2 separate regions of the Hordeum vulgare genome follow, and region 2 is linked to region 1. A link is a contact called in public HiChIP or PLAC-seq data. All regions are on one chromosome and are shown on one strand. Each heading gives the region's core, a stretch centred on a gene start, on an enhancer-like site or on the middle of the called end of the contact. The rest is flanking DNA. Distances are from core to core; before and after follow the strand shown. Region 1 holds the start of LOC123417085. Region 2 holds the start of LOC123417671 (pentatricopeptide repeat-containing protein At3g48810-like).

Region 1 (2,873 bases), core at 288-2,787:
AGAGAGCTTAAAACTATATAATTAACAATAAAATGAGATTTGTAAGGTCAAAATTTCCAATCCCCTGAGTACTGATTCTCACTTGCAGACAGACTCTAAATGCATGGCACGCAGAGTTACTTTTCTTTTTGCACGTTAACCATGAAATTCAACCTAACAGTCTTACTTCACACTATGGGGAAAAAAAATAGCAACAACAGGGAAGGCTTTATACCTGGGACCCTCTGATATTTCTTGCTCTTCCCAGCCGCATCGGGCCAGGACCTGGAGAGCTGAGATGATGATGAAGCCTTCGCCCCCTTCCCTGACCGATTTGCCATCCTTACATCCTTCACCATCATCACATCCTCCATCCCAGTCACTTGTATACTAGCCAGGCCCCTGTCACAATCCCTGCCACTGGTGCTCTTTCCCTTCCGCCTTTCAGCCGAGTTGGGCCTCTTCATCCCATACTGCTCAGATGCACGCATTAGCGCATAGCCCTCAAGCTTTTCCTTGCCCTTCTTTAGGAACCCATCCTCATCGTCGTCAGTATCCATCTCATCATCATCTGAATCAACCAATTTCATGCCATTCAACCACCTACTGCTCAATAGCTCCTCGCTGCCACCAATCCCCTCCATGTAATCGGCGACAATCTCATCATCAACCGACGAGTCCCCAATGCTGAGACCCTCTTCCGAGTCTGACCCAGAACCGTCCTCATCAGACTCCGGATCGCCCTTATCATCGTCACTATCTTCCTCATCGCTATAAACATCGGCATTATGATCTCTCACCTCAAAATCGGAATCTGATTCCTCGTCAGAGTCGCCCATCCCCTCCGATTCCGGTGATGAGGTATCCTCGCTGTAGATCCTGACTCCCCCGATGGAGATATAGCCTCCATTCTGCCTCCCTTTGCCTTTAGCCTGCCTCGGCGTCACGAAGGAGACCTCCTCCAATTCCTCAGCCTCAACGTCCATCTCTTCTTCTTTGATGGGATCATGGAATCCCAATCCGAGATGCGGCGCGCTCTCACCGGCCTCCTCCTCCTCCTCGTCGCCGTGGAATCCAAGCCCGATCCCTCCGACCACTTCGTACGAGTACATCGACGCGGATGCGGCCGGATCGGCGCAGGAGGCGGTGTCTATGGCCACCTCCAGCGCCTGCGTCGCCCCGCCGGCGGAGGCGGGGCAGGGGCGAAGGGCAGCGGTGTAGCTGAAGGGTACGGCGTTGGCGGGCTCCGCCGCGGCGCCGCGGCGGGCGCCGCGGCCGCGCCCCCGCCCGCCCGAGGAGGACGGGCCGAAGGCGGCGGCGACGGAGGTGGGGGAGACGAAGGAAGGGAGCTCCGGGAGCGAGCGCCGGCGCCCGGCCCCGGCGCTGTGACGGGGCCCGCCGGCGGTGGGGTTGCGCTTGTAGCGGCGCTTGCCGCCGGCCATGTCGGCTAGGGTTACGGGGTGCTTTGGGATTCGTGTGGTGCCCTGCGTTCGCCGCCGAGGGAGCCCCTACGCGTGGGTCAGATATACCTGGGATTTGCGGTGCAGGTTTCGTAGCGGCCACGGGATTCCCACTCCGCGAGGTTGTTTAAGCACACCCGGTATTTTAGGAATATAATGATTTTTCGGGGTTCCTAATAAGGACTCCCTGAATAATTATCTACTTTGGTTTTTGTAGCAAATAATTTATTTTGGAAAAAGATAACGTCCGTGTTTGTAAACCCCACACACATGGATCTAGGTTCGTTTGTGGTTTGCATTAATCTTCATATATTTTTTGTGTCACGTAGGAAGGGGCTGGTGTGTGGGCGTCACTTGTCATGTCTTCTCAGTGTTACATGGCAGCTGAGAGCACGCTTAACTTGAGAGTTCTGTTTGAATGGGCTCCCGGAAAAGAAGGAATTTCTTATTGATATGAGTAGTCTATCATCCCTAATAAGTCAGCCTATCACATACACCACCACTCAGAGGAACCGACGTCCTCGTCGGGCCACGGGAGCGTTCCCTCTTGGCACAAACGTCTGTGCATTCAGTCCAGTACATGTGTCATGCCGTGTGCCACGACGGGTCACAAACGTCATGAATAACATGACCGCGCACCTATCCGCAAACATCCGTGTAACCGCGAGGGTCGGCTCTGATACCAAACTTGTAACGCCCCGGACACACCCGTCGGCGATCGTTACTCCTGGCGGGATCTAGACTGACCTCACATATCAATACTAGTCTTTTCTGCGCATTTTGTCCTCACTTATGTGCACCCGAGATGAACTTCCCGGTCGGTCACCCATCCTAGAAATACTCCAAGCCGACACGCTTAACTTGGGAGTTCTGTTTGAATGGGCTCCCGAAAAAGAAGGAATTCCTTATTGATATGAGTAGTCTATCATCCCTAATAAGCCAGGCTATCACATACCATGAGGTGGCAGGCCGGATATGCAGGTCGTGAGGCATGAGGCCGGACGTGTGTGCGTTAGCTGTTTTGTCCACATGCACGCGTGTGGGCTGTTTCCCTTACACATCATACGAAACGTGTGGGTAACACCCCTTAACACCCACACGTGTGGACGCTATTAAGACCCTTTATTTTTAGTTATATGACCCATCCTGAGCACGAATTTTCGATCAAACACGACACTTGCGTTAAAGGGTTCGGTCAACAATCGACCCACCACGAAACAAGGTCAGATCTTAAAAGCGACCATGACATGGGTTATTTGAGCTGACCTGTTGTGTTGGGCCAACTTTTTTAGTTCACGTGTCATGTCGATTTGCAAAACCAAGTCTTTCGATTTACACAGGTCGTGTCGTGCCAAATTTTTTATACCTTTGCGTAAAAAAATAATCTAAGGACTAATGACATTAACCAAATTAATAATGTCATATGTCATCATA
Region 2 (2,983 bases), core at 285-2,784, 270 kb before region 1:
ATACCATGGAACACACTCAGAGCTCTTCCCACTCTTCCGCAGTCACACAGGCTTCTGATCAACGTGTTGAATGTCAATGTGTTAGGAGGACAATTTTCCATTGACATCTTATCAATGAGATTCTCTGCCTGATCAAACATCACCTTCTTGCAAAGTACATCCACCATATTTGTATAAACAACAACATTTGGCTTGAAACCAGCATTTGTCATGTCATTCCATATTGACATGGCACCATCTACGTCCCCTGCTTTGGAGAATCCGTCAATGAGAGTAGAATATGTCCTTACATCAGGAAAACAGCCGTTTTGCTCCATGCCACTGAAAACAGATGATGCCCTCTTTAGGTCACCAGTGTGGCAAAGGCCACGGATGAGAACATTGTAAGAGATTGTCGTTGGTGCCCATCCTTCAGCCACCATCCAATTCCACATGTCAGTTGCGTCATGTGCCTTTCCAGCATCGAAGAACCCTTTTACCAACACAGTAAATGTTTGAACATTTGGAGCACAACCTTCGGTCACCATCCTAGCCAAAATGGCGCAAGCCATCCTCAGCTCACCGGCCTTGCAGAGCGCGTCGACCATGCTTGTGTAGGTGGCAGGTTCTGGGTGCAGTCCACGATGAATCATCTCGTCGATAACCGAGAGCACCTGCCGCATCCTGAATTGTCTGCAGAGCGCGTGAACGACAGCATTGTACGAGGAGCACACAGGCACCGTCTCTGCCACGGCCCTCCTGGCCTCGTCCACCCTTCCCAGCTTGCACAGCGCAGAAACGATCGTCGTATGGCTCACCGCGTCTGGCTGGCAGCCCTTCCTGGCCATTTCGTCGAGCATCTTGCGCGCGGCGTCGACCCGGTCGTTCTGGCACAGCGCCTTCATGAGCAGGTTGTAGGTGTACACGTTGGGCTCGACCCCGGCCTTCCTCATGTTGTCGTACACCGGCACCACCGCCCCGACCAGGTTCTCCCGGAGCAGCGCGTCGAGCAGGTGGTTGTACACCCGCACGGTGGGCGCCGCGCATCCCAGGTCGTGCGCGCGGTAGAACGTCTTGAGCGCGCGGTCGGCCGCGCCGGCGCGGGCGAAGGCGCAGATGGCGGCGACGAGGGCTCCCTCGGGGCACGCCACCCCGCGCAGCCGCATCTCCTGCAGAGCGTACTGGACGCCGTCCACGTCGCCTGCCGCCGCGAGCCTCCTGACGGTGGCCTCATGGGCCCTCGCCGTGTCTCCGGCGTCGGGAGAGGGACTGGATCGCTCCGGCCACCGGATGGTGACTTGCGGGTTGCTCTTCCGGTGGTTATGTGACGGGGAGGTGGAGAAATGGCGATCGTGGAGTCGCCTGAGCAGGAGGCGGCATTTGGTCGAACACATGGCGCGCAGCCAAAACTTCGACGGTCGAACAGAGTACTGGCCCCGTTTGAGTAAGCGACTTTTTTTTAGCAGTGCGTAAGCGATGGGTATTCTTTCAGGCTCCTACAATACTACTCCGTACAATGTTTGGTGCTTAGAAATATGTTTAGAAAAATAAATCAAAATTTTCTGAAGCATGAATGCATATTTCTACAGGAGAAACGTCTAGTTAAACGTCTATCTTGAAATAAGCATCGGTGTTAAAAAAATTGATTTATTTCGTTAAACACCTCCCCTAAGCACCTTGCATTGTACCAGGCCTGAGAGGCCAAATATCGGGCATGGTTTGGAAGCCCAGCTTATTCAAACTAACACGAACTGGTTCTTTCGAAATAGGCTTCCGTACAAGACCCGTGTTCAGCGACATGCGCGTTGGATACCCAACGCGCACCCCCTCCCCAGTCCGCGTATGATTTCAGCCGGTCATGTGTGGGCGCGTGGGGTCTGATATTTTTCGGAGATGATAAACACTGAACATTTTCAGGATTTGATCATGGCAAACCAAATGTTTTGGCTGGCAATTTTGGTGATGCAAAAATGAAAAGCTTAGTTGAAATGCATGGCAATTTCCGGACAAAAAAACATTGAGCATGGATTTTTCATGTTTGCCAATTAAACTTGTCCTCGCGTCATCAAAACTGTATCAAAATGTTCGATTTGACATGATCAAATCCCGAATCGTTCGGGCGTTACCGGGATCCATGTTGTTTTTGTCTTTCCTTTTTTTGTCTTTTTTTGTACTTTTTACTTTGAGAACTGTTCATGAAACTTAAATTCAAAAAAGAAGATCGGGGCTTCAAAGAAGATCTTAATTTTTAAAATTGTTCATAAATGTAAAATACGTTCACGACTTTGAAAATTCTTCATGATATCATAAACTTGGCTCTGCCCATTTATAGAAGCAACATAGTGGATTGAAAATATAAACCTAGAACAAGTATATGTAACGTTAGAAACATACTAGAGGAGAATCCATAGTCCTCAAAACACCTTCGCCTTATGGATTCCAAAAAACTTATACCAATTTCTAGGTATTTTATTTTATTCCCGCCCTTTTGTTTTTAGTAATTTTAGGGGAATTTTTAGTCTCTATTCTCATGCAATATTTCAACCCTTGTATTCGTTTTGCTCTAGACCGCCATTAACTTGAACCCTCATCATGATAAATTTACCACTTCATGTGCCTCATGTGAGGTTGATACTCTTATTTTTTTAAAGACTACATCTAAACAAATGTGCACTTGCAAGTTATCACTCGCCTCGTGACTTGTCATCGTCGCCGCCACTGAGGTAGTGCAGGAGGCGTCGGGGAGGGCGCATCCTCCTTCACAGCAGCAATACAAATTACGTGTTGTGTCCCCTACTTTGTCACGGAGAGGCATCACGGCAGCAATACAAAGTAGGAAACTAAACCCACTACAACGCACCTCTCTCACTGCAGATAGATCAATCTAGTTGGCCAAACCAAATCAACAGATCAGGGAGAATTACGAAGCTATCATAATCATGGCAATGAAGAAGAAAATAGAGAGAAATCGACATCTAGGTACTAACTATGGACCCGTAGGTCT

Evidence for each region. HiChIP or PLAC-seq counts read pairs in DNA pulled down with a chosen protein or histone mark.
Region 2: an H3K4me3 HiChIP or PLAC-seq map of embryo shows a contact between it and region 1, with 7 times the contacts expected there. The contact joins the promoter of LOC123417671 here to the promoter of LOC123417085 in region 1. A contact is called at or near these places in 5 of 6 Hi-C or Micro-C datasets (leaf, seedling and an unstated tissue) and 1 of 1 datasets of contacts at active chromatin or transcription factors (embryo).

What each region holds. Positions count from the first base shown.
Region 1 is chr1H:49,643,581-49,646,453 of MorexV3_pseudomolecules_assembly, reverse strand. It overlaps LOC123417085, which reads right to left and starts at 1,537. Exons shown (of 6, transcript XM_045106882.1): 1 at 215-1,537. The coding sequence starts at 1,421.
Region 2 is chr1H:49,913,169-49,916,151 of MorexV3_pseudomolecules_assembly, reverse strand. It overlaps LOC123417671 (pentatricopeptide repeat-containing protein At3g48810-like), which reads right to left and starts at 1,534. Exons shown (of 1, transcript XM_045106919.1): 1 at 1-1,534. The coding sequence starts at 1,373.